Linked DNA regions of Mus musculus: region 2 is linked to region 1. A link is a contact called in public ChIA-PET data. All regions are on one chromosome and are shown on one strand. The core of a region is the stretch at or near the end of the contact, and the rest is flanking DNA. Distances in the headings are between cores, read along the strand shown. Region 1 holds the start of Map3k5 (mitogen-activated protein kinase kinase kinase 5). Region 2 overlaps Map7 (microtubule-associated protein 7).

The links. ChIA-PET counts read pairs in DNA pulled down with a chosen protein or histone mark.
Region 2: an RNA polymerase II ChIA-PET map of memory CD8 T cells shows a contact between it and region 1, with 14 read pairs. The contact joins the enhancer-like site here to the promoter of Map3k5 in region 1. A contact is called at or near these places in 2 of 484 Hi-C or Micro-C datasets (the N1E-115 cell line and nephron progenitors), 2 of 115 datasets of contacts at active chromatin or transcription factors (extraembryonic endoderm stem cells and memory CD8 T cells) and 2 of 9 other capture datasets (adipose tissue and liver).

Annotation. Positions count from the first base shown.
Region 1 is chr10:19,931,652-19,938,246 of GRCm38.p6, forward strand. Map3k5 (mitogen-activated protein kinase kinase kinase 5) reads left to right here and starts at 2,875. Exons shown (of 30, transcript NM_008580.4): 1 at 2,875-3,423. The coding sequence starts at 2,955.
Region 2 is chr10:20,278,278-20,284,872 of GRCm38.p6, forward strand. It overlaps Map7 (microtubule-associated protein 7), which reads left to right. Exons shown (of 18, transcript NM_001358787.1): 17 at 1-68; 18 at 1,719-3,313. The coding sequence ends at 1,729. Gm48249 (a long non-coding RNA gene) reads right to left here. Exons shown (of 3, transcript XR_003948991.1): 3 at 55-141. Among named protein-coding and RNA genes, the nearest start is that of Gm48249, 5.1 kb to the right of the region's middle. Within about 2 kb of position 3,369, at least 36 of the 459 cell types and tissues checked have an H3K27ac peak or open chromatin away from gene starts, as enhancers often do. A contact at or near this core is called in memory CD8 T cells, where this site is marked.

The DNA.
Region 1 (6,595 bases), core at 1,625-4,124:
TCTTACATCCAGTCTCAAAAAGTGTGTTGGAAAACTTCAGGATTTTGCCAATAGATTTAGTGAATGTGGTTATATTACTATAAATTTTAATTTGCACATATTTCATTATCAATAGAGTAGGATTTCTTTTTATACATGCAAGAGTCACTTATATTCCCATGATCATGAATTGCATATGGCTTTGTTTCTTTCTAAAGAATGTTTTTAGGGGCAGGAGAGATGGCTCATTAGCTAAGCTTGCAAACTACGCTTGTGGATGACCAGAATTAATTCCCAGTCCCTACATCAAGCAATTCTCAGCCATCTGTAACTCCAGCCCCAGGGACTGACACCCACTCTCCTTTGAGGTCACCTGCACTCACACGCAAATGCTTAAAGACAGACAAATAAAACACACCTTAAAAAAAAAGAAACGTTTTTATCTTTTTCCTACTTTTAGAAACTCATGATTGTGATATAACCGTATTAGATAACATTTTATTTGTCTACACTACATTTGCCATGGAAAGATTTTGTTATCCAGTTTGTAATTTTTTTCCTTTTAGATTAAAAAAAAGATTTATTTATTTTATGTATGTGAGTACACTGTTGCTGTCTTCAGACACATCAGAAGAGGGCATAGGGTCCTATTAAAGAAGGCTGTGGGCCACCATGTGGTTGTGGGAATTGAGCTCAAGACCTCTGGAAGAGGAGTCAGTGCTCAGAAACACTGAGCCATTTCTCCCTTCCCATTCCTTTTAGATTTTTGAATCCCAGTCCTGAAGTTACTTTCATCCCTCTTTTTTGTTTGTTTGTTTGTTTGTTTTGTTTGTTTGTCTTTCAAGACAGGGTTTCTCTGTATAGCCCTGGCTGTCCTGGAACTCACTCTGTGTAGACCAGGCTGGCCTCGAACTCAGAAATCTGCCTGCCTCTGCCTCTCAAGTATTGGGATCAAAGGCATGCACCACCACTGCCCAGCGTTACTTTCATTCCTTTGTTGTAAAATGCTTGCCCTTATATGTATTAAGTACTCAGTTCCATTTTCAATACGTATAAAATTTGCCTGGTGCAATGGGGTGGGGAAGGAATCTGTCCTCATGTTGACCCTCGGTGGCTTTTTTCCTCCAGACTCATCTAACAGGGGAGATTTAAGAAGCACGTGTAAAAACAGCCTGCTGATGTGTGCTTACTGCTTATAAACTGAAAGCTACCTTGCTACTCAGTAGAAAATGAACTAGGTGACTGTTTTAAAGGAACTGGAGTGACAGATGAATCTCCCAGACTTACAGTTTGCTTGGGGAGTACAATAAAGTCACAAAAAGGACCTTATTATTTGGAAACTATCAATAAAATACTGTAACAATTTAAGAATTGGGCAGTGTTCTGGTCTGAATGTGTCCCTCGCCCCCAGATTCCCCTTACTTAATACTGTGTTAAGTAAGGCTTTGGGGAGTTTGACATCCAATTTACATTTTGCCTCTTACATTTTGGCTTACTAACCTCAAGTTAGGAAATCCAAATCCTTTACGTATTGCAGCTTGCCTTGGCTTTCCTGACATGACCTACAGCATTCTGGGAGAGTTCTCTGGGAATTTACACATCTGGTTTTGCTTCCCAAAATAAGCGGGAGCTTTTTGATCACACTAAAGCAATCAAGCCTTTTCATTTGTGTATGGTTCAGTTTTAAAAAATGAAATAAGTTAACTTCTCTCTTTCAACTCTGAATGATAATTTTCCCATGCATTTTCTATCTTAGGTATCTGGCATTTTGAGGAAGGGGTGACTTTAAGATGATATATGAGAGTATTAAGTCATTCGGCAATGGAGCCAATCAATTACTCATTAACGATAACAGCGTAAGCAACTGGAAATTTTACAATGAAAAGTACCAGCGGCTGCCACGATAAATTTAGCCGACCACTTCTAAATTTAGCGCCCCTGTCACTTATAAACCACTTTCCATTTGAGGCCTGGGCTGTAGGGCGCTTGTTGGATCCTCCCGCCTCTCGGCACGCGTGTTGCCACGGTGCATCCAGCGCCACGCGCTGCCCACGAGCGGACCAGAACGAGCGAGGCGCGGTGGCTGCGCCCAGCGCTGCAAACGCCTGGCGGGCTGACCGGGACAGTGCGGGTTAGAGACTCTTCTTTTGCGCCGTCCCGCAGCGAGGCGCGCACAGGGTTTCAGCCCTCTTTCCCAGTTCTCTGAGGTCCCGGAGCAGTGGGTTCGGTCCAGGCTGCAGCTTCCCAGCAGCGCCCTCCTCAGGGGCGGGCCCTGGCTCTCTGTGCTGCAACGAGTGGGCGGCCACAGGCGGGTAGCCGAGAGGACGGGCGGCTGCGAGACGGTCGCTGGGACTCGGAGGGCGCGGCGAACCGGTGAAAGAGGAAGGGAAGGAAGGAAGGAGGAGGTGGTGGTGGAGGAGACGGAGTCGGTGCAAGGGAGCTGTTGCGGAGCAGAGAGGCGGATCCTTTCGGGAGCGGCCACGGAGGTTCCGGGACGCGGCTCGGGGTAGCCCGCCCACCGCGCGTAAGGTGTTCTCCAGGTAGCGCCGGCACCCAGAGGGCGCCCTCGCCCGGCCCGCGCTCGGCAGGCGACAGCTCGCGGCTCCCCGAGCGCGGCGCCCTTGAGCCGGGCTGCGCAGGTTGGCCGCCGACTCGTCCGCCCGCCAAGAGGAGGAAGCTCTGTCCCTTCCCGCTCGCCGCGGCCGGCGTCCCCACCCCGTGGACTCTCCACCCTGCAGCGGGCGAGCGGCGTGGCCACGGAGGCGCCGAGGAGGGGCGAGCCGCCGCCGGGCAGCGGCGTGGCCCCGGGGGACAGGGCGCCCGAGCGGAGGCGGCGGCGGGGCGGTGAAGGCGCGGCGCGCGATGGCAGCTGCCTAGCCCGGCGCGCGCGGAGCAGCCCGGAGCTGTGGCTAGCCAGACGGTGCGTCTGGGCTGGGGACTCCGGGGTCGCCGCCGTGGCAGCCCGGCAGGCAGAGATGGGCACCGAAGCCGGCGAGGGCATCACTTTCTCCGTGCCGCCCTTTGCGTCCGTGGGCTTTTGCACCATCCCGGAGGGCGGCAGCTGCCGGAGGGGAGGAGGAGCGGCGACGGCGGCGGAGGGAGAGCCGAGCCTGCAGCCCTTGCTTGTGCCGCCGCCGCCGCCACCGCCGGGCAGTTTCTGGAACGTGGAGAGCGCGGCGGCTCCCGGCACCAGCTGCCCTACCACCGCCCCCGGGAGCAGCGCCACCCGAGGCCGGGGCAACTCTGGCAGCGGGGGCGGCCGGCGTACCACCGTGGCTTATGTGATCAATGAGGCGAGCCAGGGGCAGCTGGTGGTGGCGGAGAGCGAGGCCCTGCAGAGCCTGCGGGAGGCGTGCGAGGCGGTGGGCGCCACCCTGGAGACCCTGCATTTCGGGAAGCTGGACTTCGGGGAAACCGCCGTGCTGGACCGTTTTTACAACGCAGGTGAGTGGCAGCTCGGCTCGTTGCTTTGCCCAGCCGGTTTCTCCTGGCTGTCTTGGTTGGGGGGGGGGGGGGATTTTTGTTTTGTTTTGTTTTTCGTGGGCGGGAAGCAAGCTTCCTATTTACATCACGCCTCACCTTGAGAGCGGCAAGAGTGGTTGCAGGACTATTCAGGCCGGCCGCTCCTAGTTGAGGGTGTGCTGGTGCAAGTGACTGTATTTGTGCGGGAGATCCTCCGCTGATTTATTCATTATCCGGCAGCGAAGACCCTGGGTCCAAGTACAAGGCTCGGAAAAACACTTCCTCCCACCATTGCGAATAATTGCTTCAATCACTTCTCTTCAGTTAGGAGGTGGGTAGGTTTTGCTTTTGCAAACACACACCTGTGGCCCACTGAAGTGATGTTCTGTTCTCTGTGCAGTCTTGGGAGTACAGAAATGCCCTTATGCTAAGCAGCCAGCTGTGTGCAGAGTTTCGTTTGAGTTTTCAAAGCGCGGCCTGACCTTCCCCAACTCATTTCACCTTCGAGTTTTGGTGGCTTCAATTTCCCATTCTCTTACTACTTTGAACGGTCAAATAACTATATGTTGGAGTAAAAGCACCGTGAAACACACCAAATGTGTGTGATCTTTGTTAGAATCTTGCCCAAAGAACCAGTTTTTTTTGTTTTGTTTTTTGTTTGTTTGTTTGTTTTTTTAAAAAATTACCTCAGATACTGTGGTGAGTGGAAGAGTTTATAATTTGGCATGGTTTAAAGAGTTCCCATGCAATTTTAATGACAGATTCGGTTGACTATTAAAGTGATTGTTAATGTAATCCACCGGAATGTCTCCCTTTTAGTCCATTTCAGATTTCAAAAACTGTTAAGAGAGTTCTGATGACTAAAGCAATTAGCCAGCCGTCTGTCAGCAAATGTTAGGAATGGTTGTGTGCTACTGAAATCCAATGGGATCAAGTAAATAGACATGCTAATTTTTATAATCGTGGTGGTGGGAAGCCTGGTTTTTGTCTTCAAACACAGTGAGCTTCTCCCATTTGTGATCACAAGGTTTTGTACTTCAATCTAATTCTCTTACAGCCTCTTTAAAACACCTGAAGGAGGCTTATGTCTGCTTTGGAATTCAGCCAAAGCTGAATATTTTAAGAACAAGAAGAACTTCATGTTAAGAAAGCCAGACTAAATAAACTGAGACTTTCTGGTTTGGGTATTTTTTAAACAGTCTGTCTTCATAACTGAACATGAATTTAATATATTATAGCTTGGTTCTTGGGGTGGCTAGTTATAAAAATTACATAAACATAACTTTTCTAAAAATTATAGCACTCTTATTTTTGGATTATAATTTGGAAGACGCTTCAAAGAACCAAATGATATGAGAGGAAAAAAGCCAAATAGGAACTTGAGCTTATTTTTATTGCAATGATAGAGTAGGCTTATTTTTCCTAGGAGTCCAGAAAAAAAAAAGTCTTAAACCCTCAGCTAATATGAAGGAAAGTTTCCTAACAAAGCTGTCCTCTGTTAGTCTCCAAATACCATCTCTGCAAAAGGAGAGAGGGTAGAGGAGAGCAGGCATGTGAACTCTGTCTCACTCCGGCCTATGACCAGGCCTGAGATGAGAGTACTATTGACTTATTAGAAGAGACTGGCCCTGGGACTCATAGTCAGTGGCTTGCCGTTGCACAGTGCTGGCATTAAAAGTTTACGGGGGTGGGGGTGGGGGTGGGGGTGGGGGTTGCTTTTGTGCAGAGCACATTTGCTATTAGAATCAAGGGAAGTACTCGGTTTTCAGATCCTGGGCTCAAGAGCTGGCCAGGATCTTCAGAGACCTGTAGGTACAGTGAGGGACAGTGGAGAGGATATGCTCTGGGGACTCCCCTGTTAGTGGCCACCCTCCCAACCCACTGGTTCTTCCAACGTAGTAAGGCCTGAGTCTAATCACTGCCCAGCTAGAAGATACCTTACTCAGCGTGAAGCTAGCTGTGATGGAAAGAAGATGTTGCCAGTTCACTCTAACCCTTGGTTTTTCTAAACTGATGACATTGGGCTCGGGAGTAGGCCAGTTTGGGGTTTCCCCTGATTTCTAAGAGAGTAATTGCTCTCCTTCCACCAATGGCTGGTCAACTGTTGCTCAAAAGCTGGCCAACTGTTTTGCTTTCTGTCAGAGGCCAGATAGTTAAAGTATTCTAGACTCTGACGTTTTCCAGGTCTGACACAGGTTTCCAACTCAGCTGTGAGAACTGCTGTAAACAGTCTTTAAAGAGATGATTGTACGTTGATAGTTGGAGGTCAGCCTGGACTCCTCAGTGAGTCAAAGGCCACACTGAGCCACACAATGAGACTCTCTTTTTCAGAAACAAAAACCAAATCAAGCAAGCAAGAGAGCGTGACTGTGGGTACGCAAACTGTACTAATAGATGTTGGTAGCTTGCAGGCTGGCTAAGCATATTAACTGTGGGGCCCTGGAACATGCTGGCCTCTTCTGCCCTACCTCATGTGGAGATTGAGTCCTTGCTGGGCACTGAGAAGAGCATGGCCCCTCCTGGCGAAACTGAGTGTCCAGTTATGCACTGGGTCATATACTCACGAGAAAGGCCTTCTGTGCCTTACAGTAGAGTTTCTTTATCTGGAAAGTTCACCAGGGTAGGAGTGGGGAGAGAACTGAATCGCATGTCAGAGATTCCCCCTGAATCCTGTATGGATTTGTGAAAGAGAGAAAGCATGAATATCGTAACAAGGGCTTTGGGGTCTGGATTCCGGTCCAGTCTCTTCTGTAATACTGAGTGAGTCAATTCAGACTTTTAGAGGAGTAGATAGATGGTTGGAGAGATCTGTTCTTTGAAATCTCAGTATTATTACTGCAAGTGACTCGTTGTACTTCATAGAGATTCATAACTGCTCCTTTATGCCTGCCTGTCCTTGGTCCTGAGGAGATCAGAATTGGGGGGTTGGGGGGGTGGGAACCTTTGACTTGACTGTCACAGAGCCTGTGAGGGTCGCCCAGAAGCCAGAACTTTCCAGCACTCAGCGTAGCTTTTTAAAGGAAATAGGAGAAGCCAGATGAGAGAATAAGCAAGAACAGCCCAACCTGGGTCTTGCTTAGCTGTTATTTCTTCCCCAGTGCCAGGAATCCCACCTGGAGGCCTTGTGCATAGCAGACAGGAGCTTTGTCACCAA
Region 2 (6,595 bases), core at 2,119-4,618, 350 kb after region 1:
CTTTAATGATGAAGGGACACTTGGGCCCCTACCTCAGGTGGATGGTGTGCAGACACAACAGACCGCAGGTGAGCTGGTCGTCAACGGCTTTGTTCGGTCGTCAGAGCTGGTACCCAAGAGAGGATGAATGGTTGTTTTGTTCTGTGAGGGAATGAGGAAGCCACTGTAGAAAAGACTGCATGATCATGGAATTTGAATTTTGAGATGCTCTGGGCAACTTGTTGGCCCTTCCTGTCTTCCTCCATTCACACTCAAGCACACAGCAGCCTTATCCAACAAGGTCCAGGCGGGCTCCATGTTGGAATAGACTCCTCTGGGCTAGCTCCACTGGAAATAAAACTGGGCTTTGTCCCTCTTCCATGGGTCATCAGTACTTACAGACAGCCTAGGGTTCTCTTGCCATTTTTCTCTCATTTGTGTTTGGTAACCTTGGTCCACATGTTTCTACTGTCTTTTAAAAATACAAAGCACATATAGAATAGCAGTTCTGAGGTTCTTCTACTCCATATTCATGCTGGCTGAGCCTGTCTGGGCCTCTCTCACATAGTCCTCAAGACAAGTTGACCTGAAGTCTTCATACAAAAAGAACAATAGCTAGCCAAAATAGCCATATCAAATTTTCCTAATGAGTGGTCATTGCCAGCTCCATGACATAATCTCAGCTCTGTGAGGGATAAGTGGGATAGGCCTAGCTCACCCACGCTCTCTCAGCAAGCCTCCCTCCCCAGCAGATCACAGTCATCAGCATTTCCTCATCCTCTTCCTAGGAAGAGATTCGCCAAATTCCAGACACTGAAATGGAGTCAGGAGAGGACTATGGTCAAACTGTCTGTGAAGCCATAACAACTTTAGCTAGGAAGTGGCCCCTGAGGAACCAGTCTCTCTTTCTCCTCTGGGGTATTATTGCCCTTAGTGGAATCCATCTTGTAGGCTGTAAAGGTGATCATACAGCCCCTGTGGCCTGGCCTTGGGATTGCTAAGCCTTCAAAGCAGCCTGCTTAGTGCTGTGGTGGTGGAACCACGGCATCTGCTGCTTCCTGACATATCCCATATCTGTCGTATCCCATATCTGCAGCGAGGAAGAAACTCATATCCCATATCTGTCATATCCCATATCTGCAGGGAGGAAGAAACTTCCACCTGGCGTTCTGCTTCCCTGGGTTTTAAATCATCCTTTTCCTTCCACCATCTTTCCCCAAGAAGTAGTCTAGGATCCCATCTGAAGTGGTACACTGTTCCTTTGGGTGACCATTTATTTATAAACATTCCTTCGTCCTCCACTAAAGTTTGGAGCCCTAAGCATTGAACACTAAGGATACAGGACGAATGAATGTAGTTTTCTTAGAGGCTATGGATTTAAATTATCTAAGCATAGCATTTCTGAGTCAGTGATGTTCCCTAAGCTGAGTGGAAAGGGTGTGTACTTTTCCTAGTACTGCCCTTAAAAAGCTTAAGAACCCCAACCCAGTCTCCTGGTTTTACGTGTGTCTGGTTGTGGTTTTGTGGTGCTGGGGAAACTAACCCAGAGCCTCGTGCAGACCAGGCAAGGGCTCTGCCACTGACCTGTTCTTCCTACAGCACAGCGGCTTACTCTTACATATGATACTATCTGTAAAGGCATGGTGGGTTTGTCTTTTTTATAAATATAAGCTATTGCCATGGTATTCAAGTTTAGATGGGTCATATTAATCTCTTCTCTTTTCTGTCTCCTCATGTAGAAGTTATATGAGTGTCTCCTCCAAAGAACCAAAGCAAACGTTTTCTACAATGAATGGAACTTCAGGCTCCGCTCGAAGCAGCTCCTCCCTCTGGTTTTCTAAAGAGTTCCTGACCATCGTTTTTAAAAGACGTATTAAAGCCAGCTAAAGACAGCAGACTCAGTAGCTTTCCTGATCGTTTTCGCCAACAGAAAGAGATGGCTCCTTAATCTGATACCCTGAGATGGCATTTTCCAGTGTGTTTCTTCTTAGTAAATCAATTTTTTTTCTTTGTTCTTTAAAAACACAAAAGAGCATTTTATTATAAAAAGAAATGGACTGGCAAGGCGTGATTATCACACAGATCTTTTTTCATTTTTAAACTTCAGTATATAAGATTAGCAAAAATAAAATACCTTTTACTATGTAACACTTGACAGTGGGTATCTCTTTGCCCTCCAGGCAGAGTGAGCGGAAGGTATTTAAACAAATTGGATTGTTTAAATATTACTACCTGGCTCTCGTAAACACAGCTCGTCGCGGGCATCCTGCAGACCCTGCTGCCACAGCCTTCTGAGACTCCTCTTACAGAACTACACTGGCAAGTTTGAAAATGTGTAAACATTTTTTTACAGCAAGAAAATAATTTGCTGTCCTTTTTGTTTTCTGTTTTTGTTTTTGTTTTCCTACTTTTTGGAGAATGGGTTTCTCTGTGTAGCCCTGGCTGTTCTAGAACTGGCTCTGCAGACCAGACTGACCTCGGACTCAGTCTCTGCTTCCTGAGTGCCGAGATCGAAGGCGTGCGCCAACCCCGCCTGGCTCAGCCGTCCTCTTAAGTGATATGTTTATAAAAGCTTTTTTTCAGCTAGATAAATTAAAACAAGGCAGGGTGCAGACATGCTCTAGCAGACGTCTCCGCATGCCGCCGTGGGAGCGTGAATGTCCCTGTGAGGCGCTCTGAAGTTGTATGCTGCTGCCACCCACAGTGAGGGTAGGACTTCTCTCCCTTTGCCTTACGTGATCACAAATGATGTGGGGGAAATAAATATTTAATATTCCTTTAGATCAAAGAATTTGGTTCTGCTCGTTTCAGAGCAATGAAAAATAAGTGATGTCACGTTGACGTTGGGGGACAAGGACTGACATAGATGTCCTTGGTGTAGAGGGACTGTCAGCCTCTCCTGTCTTATCATTCTTCACTCCTGCTGCTCAGCCCTGCTGTATAAACTTGCACTTTCATTTGCTAATATAAATTCAATTTTATTTTCCCACTTACGAGACGACCAATGAGAGATGGAGACAGGAGCGCCAAGGGCAATGGTGTATCCCTCCCACTATGATGTATTGGTTTTATACTAAGAGCAATTGGTTAATCTACAAGATTTAATGTGAGACTATTTATTCATCTATTGGGGTTCTTTTAAATCCAAGCATACAATCTTTATCAACAGTTTGTAAAACATTGTTAAAACATCAGTTTGTGGGGTTTCCCTATTTGGTTGTCCTTATACATCTAGATATTGTATTAAAAAAAATCTGTTCAGCAAACTTGTTCTATTTATTTAAATCTACCAAACATAAAATACAAATAAAATGTTTGACATAGTTTTACCGTAGGGTTCCTGTGGTTTCACTTCCTTCAGGTAAATACACACAGGCACACACACATCCTGTCTGCACAGAGAGCCTCTTTCCGTCATGAGACTAATCTTCCCACTTCTAAGCTACACCTCTGCCCCATGATTGATTTCTGAGGCTTCAGATTACTCCCCACCTGACTTCAGTGCCATTTCCAAGGATGTGGGAATGCTTGTATATGGAGTGGGTTTATTTAAAATTCAAAATCATCATTGTACTTTGGCTAAGTTGTCTTTTTATGTTTATATGTTGGAGCTGATATTTACGCTCATTAACCACTAAAGCCTTTCTAAGTAACCACGTTTTAATTGCAGGGGATGTAGATGCGTCTTTACAGTTTGTTAAGAGCCACATTGCCAGACAGCGAGTTTGGGCTCCACAGTGACAGGCTTGCTCTTCTGTTCAGCCCTTGAAGACTGTGGTCACTCACCCCAGGAAGCCTGCCGTAGGGTGCGACGGTTATGTGAGGTGGCTGGGGATCAAATGTGGCCCTCAGCACAGAATAGATTCTGGTCTACACCACTGCACAGTGTGTAGGCTAGTTTGGTCATTCTCCAATCACTTCAAAAGGAGCCTCTAGCTATCATAGGCAGGGAAAGCTTTATCTTTCTCTGGCATTTCCCCACTACTGGAAACCAACTGAATTTCTCACGTGGATACATAGTAGCAAGCAGAGCCTCTGGGAGCTGGACCCAGTCCCCTCTATGTACACAATCCATCCACCTGCTGACTGGAAGACTCAGTGAATTAGGTACCCTGGTTGAAGTGGGCAACAGCATCTTAACCCTGAGTGGAGGTTGGAGGAGGGTTGTAAGTTTCTAATTAAGTCATTAGCTCACCAGATCTGCTAGATTCTTAGACTTCATTTAAAGCATTTTGACTCTTAAATTTTTCTTGGCAACTGCTTCACCTTCAAACTACATTCAGAGGAAAAAATCTGTAATATTCCTATACTAAACAACACTGATGTTGACATGGGTGATAATTTGATATTTCACATCACTAAGGAACTCTCAGGGCAAGATAAAAGTTAAATTTCATGTGTTTAAATATTACAACATTTTTACGGTTTAATGGGGGAGGGTGCTGTTGTTTGAGATGGGGTATCATACTGTAACCCAGACTCACCTCAAACCTATCATCCTCCTGCCTCAGCCTCCCGAGCCTGGCAGTACAGTATGTTACCACACCCAGCTCACATTCAAAGTTTATAATTTCAACTTTTAAATGTATTTCTTTAAACTGGTCTTAGCGTCTAGCTGAGGCTGGCCTTGAACTCATGGCAGTCAGCCTCAGCTTCCAAGCCTGCTGCTACAGGCTCTGCCACCACAACTCACACTATTGCATAGTAAATTTAATAGCCGCTCTCACTCTCTTACTCCTGCTGCTTCCCTTGCTCTCTTGCTCCAGCTCTCTCCCCCCTCTCTCCCTCTTCCCTTCCCCCTCTCTCTATGTGGTCATGGCCGGCCTGTACTTCTCCTTAGCTCTGCCTTTCTCTGCCTCTATTACTCTCTTAACTCCCCTCCCCATGCCCTGAATAAACTCTATACCAAAAAAAAAAAAAAAAAAAAAAGAAAAAAAAAAAGATAGCCAGTAAGTTCACATATCTTGATGCAACATTTTGAAAGACTTTTTAAAAAGATTTATTTTATGTATACGAGTACACTGTAGTTACAGATGGTTGTGAGCCACCCTGTAGTTGCTGCAGTTTGAACTCAGGACCTCCACTCACTCTGGCCCAAAGATTTATTTATTGTTATGTAAGTACACTGTAACTGTCTTCACCAGAAGAGGGTGTCAGATCTCACTACAGATGGTTGTGAGCCACCGTGTGGTTGCTGGGATTTGAAATCAGGACCTTCAGAAGAGCAGTCCGTGCTCTTAACCGCTGAGCCATCTCTCCAGCCCTTTTGAAAGACTTGCTCATCTAATTGGTGCTTGGGTTGTTTTTTTGTTTTTTTTTAATATATGAGTGGTCTGATGCATATATGTCCACAAGCCAGAAGAGAGCATCAGATCCCATTACAGATGGTTGTGAGCCACCTCGTGGTCACTGGGATTTGAACTCGGGACCTCTGGAAGAACAGTCTTAACGGTCTTAACACTCTTAACCGCTGAGCCATTTCTCCAGCCACGAATGATAAAGTCTTAAGCACATTAAGTAATTGTTCAATAAATGATACAATGTTTTAAGATGCATGAGAAAGATGGCTTTGGGAAGGGATTAGCAGGAAAACTAGGTGGGCGGGAATGTCACTGTTTACGTTGTTTGTAGTAGTACCCTGAATGGCATAAGCATTTTTACTGAGATGCCCGTTGCGCACTTAATACCAGGTGAGCTAACAGAAAGGAGCCGTTGTGCCATTGTATTTTACCTCCCCTTGGGCTCTCCTGGGAATTTTAGGTACTTGTCTTTTCAGTATAGTTGAGGCATTTCCTGACACCCTCCACCCACTTGTCCTGTGACACCAGGGATGAGCCTGCCTCCGTCAGCCTTGGCCACAGGAGGCTCTGGGAGCAAGCTGGAGAAGCAAGTGGATTCTAGGGCACTCAGTGAGGGGAGGGCGGGCAGAGCAAGTCATGTTCTGGCCTTACTTAGCAATGGCTTTTCCTTCCTATGAGGACTTGCCTTAACCGAAGATGCCTGTCTTAGTCAGGGTTTCTATTCCTGGACAAAACATCATGACCAAGAAGCAGTTGGGGAGGAAAGGGTTTGTTCAGCTTACACTGCCATACTGCTGTTTGTCACCAAGGAAGTCAGGACTGGAACTCAAACAGGTCAGGAAGCAGGAGCTGATGCAGAGGCCATGGAGGGATGTTCCTTACTGGCTTGCTTCCCCTGGCTTGCTCAGCCTGCTCTCTTATATAACCCAGAACTACCAGCCCAGAGATGGTCCCACCCACAAGGGGCCTTTCCCCCTTGATCACTAATTGAGAAAATGCCTTACAGTTGGATCTCATGGAGGCATTTCCTCAACTGAAGCTCCTTTCTCTGTGATAACTCCAGCTGTGTCAAGTTGACACAAAACTAGCCAGTACAGATGCCAGAGAAGAGGGGTGCTGAAGGTCAGAGCTGGGTCTAAAGCATTAACCGTGCCCCACAGTGGTGGAGTTAAGTGATGGACATCGGTAAACTAAAAGAAAGCCAGGCTTGGGTTTCTGCGGGACACATTTCTTGACTGCTTTTCTGGAAACATTGATTTAGTGTGGTGTGAAGGATGACTGAGCAATCATCCCAAGGGATCCTTAAAGTCCAGCCT